Linked DNA regions of Xenopus tropicalis: region 2 is linked to region 1. Evidence: chromatin contacts called from public Hi-C data. All regions are on one chromosome and are shown on one strand. The core of a region is the stretch at or near the end of the contact, and the rest is flanking DNA. Distances in the headings are between cores, read along the strand shown. Region 1 overlaps vps13b (vacuolar protein sorting-associated protein 13B). Region 2 overlaps vps13b (vacuolar protein sorting-associated protein 13B).

Region 1 (2,700 bases), core at 13-2,512:
ACTGTTTTATTATTACAGAGAAAAGGGAATCATTTAACCATTAAATAAACCCAATAGGGCTGTTCTGCCCCCAATAAGGGGTAATTATATCTTAGTTGGGACCAATTACAAGGTGTTGTTTTATTATTACAGAGAAAAAGGAAATCAGTATTAAAATTCTGAATTATTTGATTGAAATGGAGTCTATGGGAGACGGGCTTTCCGTAATGTGGAGCTTTCTGGATAACGGGTTTCCGGATAAGGGATCCTATATATTAAGTGAAACTGCCTGATTGGTAAGTGAAAAAGCAATAAAGCAAACCTCATACCCTTGCCCGGAAACCCGCTATCCAAAAATCTCTGGATAGTAGTGGACAGTCATCTCCCATAGACTCAATTTTAAGCAAATAATTCTAGTTGATAAAAATGATTTTTTTTTCTCTGTAATAATAAAACAGTACCTTATATTGATCCTAACTAAAGGTGGCCATACATGGGCCAATAAAACCTTCTGACAGCCTGAGTTGGCAGTTTATCACCCTTCAGATAGGCCAGCCCAACTGATATCTTGCCGAAAATCGGGCAGATGTCATTCAGGCAGGTTTAAAAATCCTGTCAGGGCAAAGAACAGATTGGCGCATTAATGTGGTTCTCGTTCCGATGGCCTTTATCCCACCAACGTGAGCCGATTATTCACCCAGAGGGCCAAAAAATCAACCAGAAATTGATTTTAATTTAAAATAGTTTCATTATTTTTATACACATAAATTTATACACAGTTGTCTGAATTCCCCGAATATATACTACTTATTAAACAAACAGTATGGTGAAACTGACTGAACAGGTATTTCTGCAGAGCCTAACCGTCCGTTGCTGCTCCTAAAAGCACATATTGCCATCAATCAAGTCATCATCTGAATGAGGAATTCAAATAAATGGTCAGCGGGTTTTGGATTTACAAAAATCTAATATGTGAAAAGCTTAGTTGCAGCCGTAGGTGGCAGCATTCCCTTATTCTGGAGCCAAGTACCCCATGGATAAGTAAAGCAATTAATTTTACGCAGCAGTTAGGAGAATTCTGGTGGCAAACATTTTAAAAAATATTTACATACCCCCCCAAGTGTCCTGTTTACTTCTTTATTCAAACACTTGCATTTCCTAACACTTCCAAACCCAGGTTAAAGCAACAGTACACAGACAACTGCTGAGTTTTACAGACTCCCTACAGTTTGTATCTCTTGGTAGAGCTACTGTCAGCACATGTAAGTATGATGAGCCAGGCCGCCCCTCCATCTCACAGCCTCACTCCTTTTTTATTGCTGTTCTTCGTTAACATTCCACTGCCAGGGTCAGATTTATGGGGAAGAGCTGCAGAATCTGGAAGCTAAGGAGTAGTATATAATCCTCAAAGGTAAGCTGTATGCCTGAACAAAATGTATTTACCCTACAATAACAGAAGCAAAGCAGGGAACCCCAAAAAGGGGCAAATCTTATGACATGATTCCCCTTATTAAACAGCTAACTTCAGTGGTCATGAAACCCACTAATAACTGAAAGGACATTATACTGGTCTGAGCATAATCATTCTACTATCTTGCAGTGTATAAAGAGATACTAAAACAAATATTGTTTGCTTCAGCCCAGTAAGCATGCTACAAATTAATGATGGCTAGGGATGAGATAAAGGGGCCTATTTATTATGCTGTATAAAATTAAATTTGACAAAAAATGGTGTAAAAAGATGTGTAAAATAAATGTATCAATGTGCATTTTATTTTATGTCATCCAAACGCCAGAACTGACACCATTATTTTACACTGCTTCAGACTTTGTGTAAGTAAGTTACGGTGTAAGTAAACTTACTTACCTGGCAATGTTTGCTGAATTTTCACACCGTTTTTTCACACCACAACATAATAAATCTGCCACTAAATGTGTTGCCATGATCAGGAACCAAATGGAAGCTCTCACTCTAAATGCAACTAAATGCAAAAAGGCTCCTCATCCTATGCCAATCACTTTCCCTGAACATTTATAGAAAAATACAGCAGAAGAGCACCATGTACTTGCAAATAAATATTTTTAATGGCAATGACCACAAAGTCGCTTACAGAATAAATGTTTTATGGCACATTAACCTGTAGTGAGCAAATGCTGAAACTAGTTGGTGTCTCCTATTCAATTTGTATCAAACTAAAAGTGTCTAAGGAGGAATTAAATACAGGTATAGGACCCATTATCCAGAATGCTCGGGACCAAGGGTTTCTCCTGAATAAATGGTCTTTCTGTAATTTGGATCTCCATACCTTAAGTCTACTAAAAAATCAATAAAATATTAATTAAACCCAACAGGATTGTTTTGCATCCAATAAGCATTAATTATATCTTAGTTGGGGGTCAAATACAAGGTACTGTTTTATTATTTCAGAGAAAAAGGAAATCAGTTTTAAAAATCTGAATTATTTGATTAAAATTGAATCTATGGGAGATAGGCTTTCCGTAATTTGGAGCTTTCTGGATAATGGGTTTCCAGATAACGGATCTCATACCTGTATTCCTTTCATTCATTAAATTGTGCATAAAGCATGCCAAGTGTATACACATTTATGTATTGCAATTTGTATCTTTTCTCTCTTCACGCTTGAAGTAGAGGGTGCCATTCATCTGGCATTTGTCAGGTTGAGTCATTGCAATAGAACTGCTGAAAGAAAACTGAAGAGG
Region 2 (2,804 bases), core at 143-2,642, 81 kb after region 1:
TTGGGTTTTTTGTGCTTTTTGTAGTGTTTTGTTCTTTTGTTCAGTGGTTTTACAGTTGCTAGGGCCCAAGAGGAATATGAGTAGAGGAGGGCCTAAAAAGAAAGATAAGTGATAAAAGACAACAATAAAAATAAAATTGTAGAGCAATGTTTTTTTGGCTGTTGGATCAACCCTATCTAAAAGCTGGAAAGAGTCAGAAGAGGGAAATAATTACAAAAATATTTATATAAAAATAAAGAAAGACCAATTAAAACTTGCTAGGAATAGGCCATTATTTAACATACTAAAAGTGAGCCACCCCCTTTAACATTTATTTATAATACACATACATTCTTCAGGGCTGTAAATAGATGGGAATACATATCAAACATACAGATTTCATACAAATATTGACTGATACAGAGTTAAGGTGGACCTACTCAAAAGAGCCAAAAATCTAAAACAAAGAAGGGGGTATAAGACATGTTGCAGGGATTGGCAAAATCAAAAGTGATCAAAGTAATGGATGTGGCATTGCACTTGCAAGTGGCCGTGACAATACAGTATATAATGAAGGACAACTAGGGTGGATGGAAATAAGATAGAAAAAAAAATTATTTAAAGTCTGATGAAATATGGGAGGGATTACCAGAGAAGGAGCTCTACAGGATTCTTAAATGCATGTATGTAAAGAGGTAATGAGTATAAAGTTAGAAGCAGAAGTTCATAATGCAGTTTGGTAGGTACTTGGTAGGGAAGAGTTGGTCAGGGTAATTTGTTTGAATTGTATTCTAAAAGCTATTGGAAACCAGTGTTGAGACCTGAGGAATGGCAAGGCTAACAAAGAGTGGTTGCAAATACATGCTCAGATCTGGTCGGGCAGTTTGACAACCATATTGCTTGACTATCTGGGCAGGTATGGCCAATCATGCTAGCCCCAGACAAAACTTTAGTGTGTTGATTAAATTATACAGGGTGGGCCATCCATTCCCACCATATTAAGGTGTATCCATATAAATGGCCCACCCTGTATATTGTTTTATCATTTTTATTTGATCCTAGCACATCACTGACATTTTATTCAGTGAGCATAGTGATATAAATACGACCTCTATGACAATGTAAGAGGTTGGGCAAAGCATATGTAAGCATTCTGTTGGTAGCAGAGAGCTCCTGGAACACTCCAAACATAGATATAGGGATAAGCAGAAGCTGACAGCAGATAATGACCAATTGGCTGAACCTAATCTGCCCGCTTTACATACTTGCTCTAATACTGCACACCCCGCTTGATCTTTTGCTTTGATCTCTTTCTAAGGATTGCAAAAGAAATCAGGTGCTAGTGAGAAAAGGCCGGACCCTTGCATGCCTGGGGAGGAAGGCTACGCCACATAGTGAGCTGGGCTGAGGCAATTACAACTAACTTATCTCTTCAGTGTCAAGGATGCTAATATGCATGCAAAGGAGTGGGCATCATCCATCCTGGGAGATAAGATTTAATGAAAGCTTTTGTACAGTGTGACCCTTAAAGCAAACAAGGAAGTGACAGTAGATAAGCTTAGCAAGCACGTGAGACTTTCAGCCTGGAATTGCAATCTAGTGAAAGCAAACAGCAATGGGACACCTTCTCTGCAACATTTAACATCTCCATAACAAAACAAACAAGTACATTAGCTTTTTTTTACCCTGTCTGCTGTCAAAAAGCAGGTCATTTACACACAGAATGTGCTGTGTCCTTCTCCCTCTCAGCAAAACATTTATAGTACAGGGGAAAAAACAAATGTTATCATTAGATTTATAAGCTACTCTTTTAGGGCTTTGGCAGACGAGGAGACAAGTCGCCTGCGACAATCTCCCCGGAAGTTGCCTTGAGAGGAAAGTCCGCGATTTCGGGGAAATCGTGGCGCCGCGTATGCCATCCCACCGGCGATTTACATTTTCGTCAATGGCATTTTGGGGAGATTAGTCGCCCGCGACAAGGGAGATTTGTCGCGGGCGACAAATCATCTGGAAACCCATTATCCAAAAAGCTCCAAAAATTATCTCTCATAGTTTCCATTATGATCAAATAACTTTAAATTTTAAAAATGCTTCCTTTTTTCCCTTTAACAAAAATCAGTGCCTTGTACTTGATCTTAACTAATAAAAAAACCATCTTTACTGGAGGCAAAACAATACTATTGGGTTTAGGGTCAGACTGGGGTAAGGCCCACTTGCGCTGCTACCCCAGGAGCCCCAACCCCCTCTCCCCCACGTGCACACAAACCATATACTTACTTTGCCACTGTTGCAGGGGAGCAACAGGGAAGGGCAGGCGGGGATTGTGTTTGGGTCGGCAGAGCCCATCGGGTTTTTCCCATTGTCCCGCCAGCCTTGTCTGACCCTGATTGGGTTTAATTAAAGTTTAAATTATTATTTTTTTTTTAAGACTTAAGGTAGTGATCCACAACTAGTGGCGTATGAGCAACATGTTGCTCACCACCCCTCTATGGTTGCTCCCAGTGGCCCCAAAGTAGGTGCCCATTTTTAATTTCCTGGCTTGGAGGCAAGTTTTGGAAGCACAAACACATGGTTATACTCCAAGAACTGCCCACATCAGGCTATCAAACAGCCAATCACAGCCCTTATTTGGCATCCCCAAAGAACTTTATTTATGCTTGTGTGGCTCACCAACACTTTTTATATCTGCATGTGGCTCACAAGTAAAACAAAAAGTTGGACATCCGAATTATGGAAACACCCCTTATCAGGAAAATTCCAGGTCCCAAGAATTCTGGAAAACAGGTCCCATACTTGTACTTTTCTTACAAGAGATAATGACTCCA

Evidence for each region. A called contact is a pair of places that touch in the nucleus more often than the background predicts.
Region 2: a Hi-C map of neurula embryo shows a contact between it and region 1, with 1.6 times the contacts expected there. The contact joins two enhancer-like sites. A contact is called at or near these places in 2 of 5 Hi-C or Micro-C datasets (gastrula embryo and neurula embryo).

The regions. Positions count from the first base shown.
Region 1 is chr6:128,719,504-128,722,203 of UCB_Xtro_10.0, forward strand. The region is part of intron 19 of vps13b (vacuolar protein sorting-associated protein 13B); the gene reads right to left. Among named protein-coding and RNA genes, the nearest start is that of vps13b, 160 kb to the right of the region's middle. Within about 2 kb of position 1,263, at least 2 of the 11 cell types and tissues checked have an H3K27ac peak or open chromatin away from gene starts, as enhancers often do. A contact at or near this core is called in neurula embryo, where this site is marked.
Region 2 is chr6:128,800,434-128,803,237 of UCB_Xtro_10.0, forward strand. All of the region lies in intron 16 of vps13b (vacuolar protein sorting-associated protein 13B), which reads right to left. Among named protein-coding and RNA genes, the nearest start is that of vps13b, 80 kb to the right of the region's middle. Within about 2 kb of position 1,393, at least 1 of the 11 cell types and tissues checked has an H3K27ac peak or open chromatin away from gene starts, as enhancers often do. A contact at or near this core is called in neurula embryo, where this site is marked.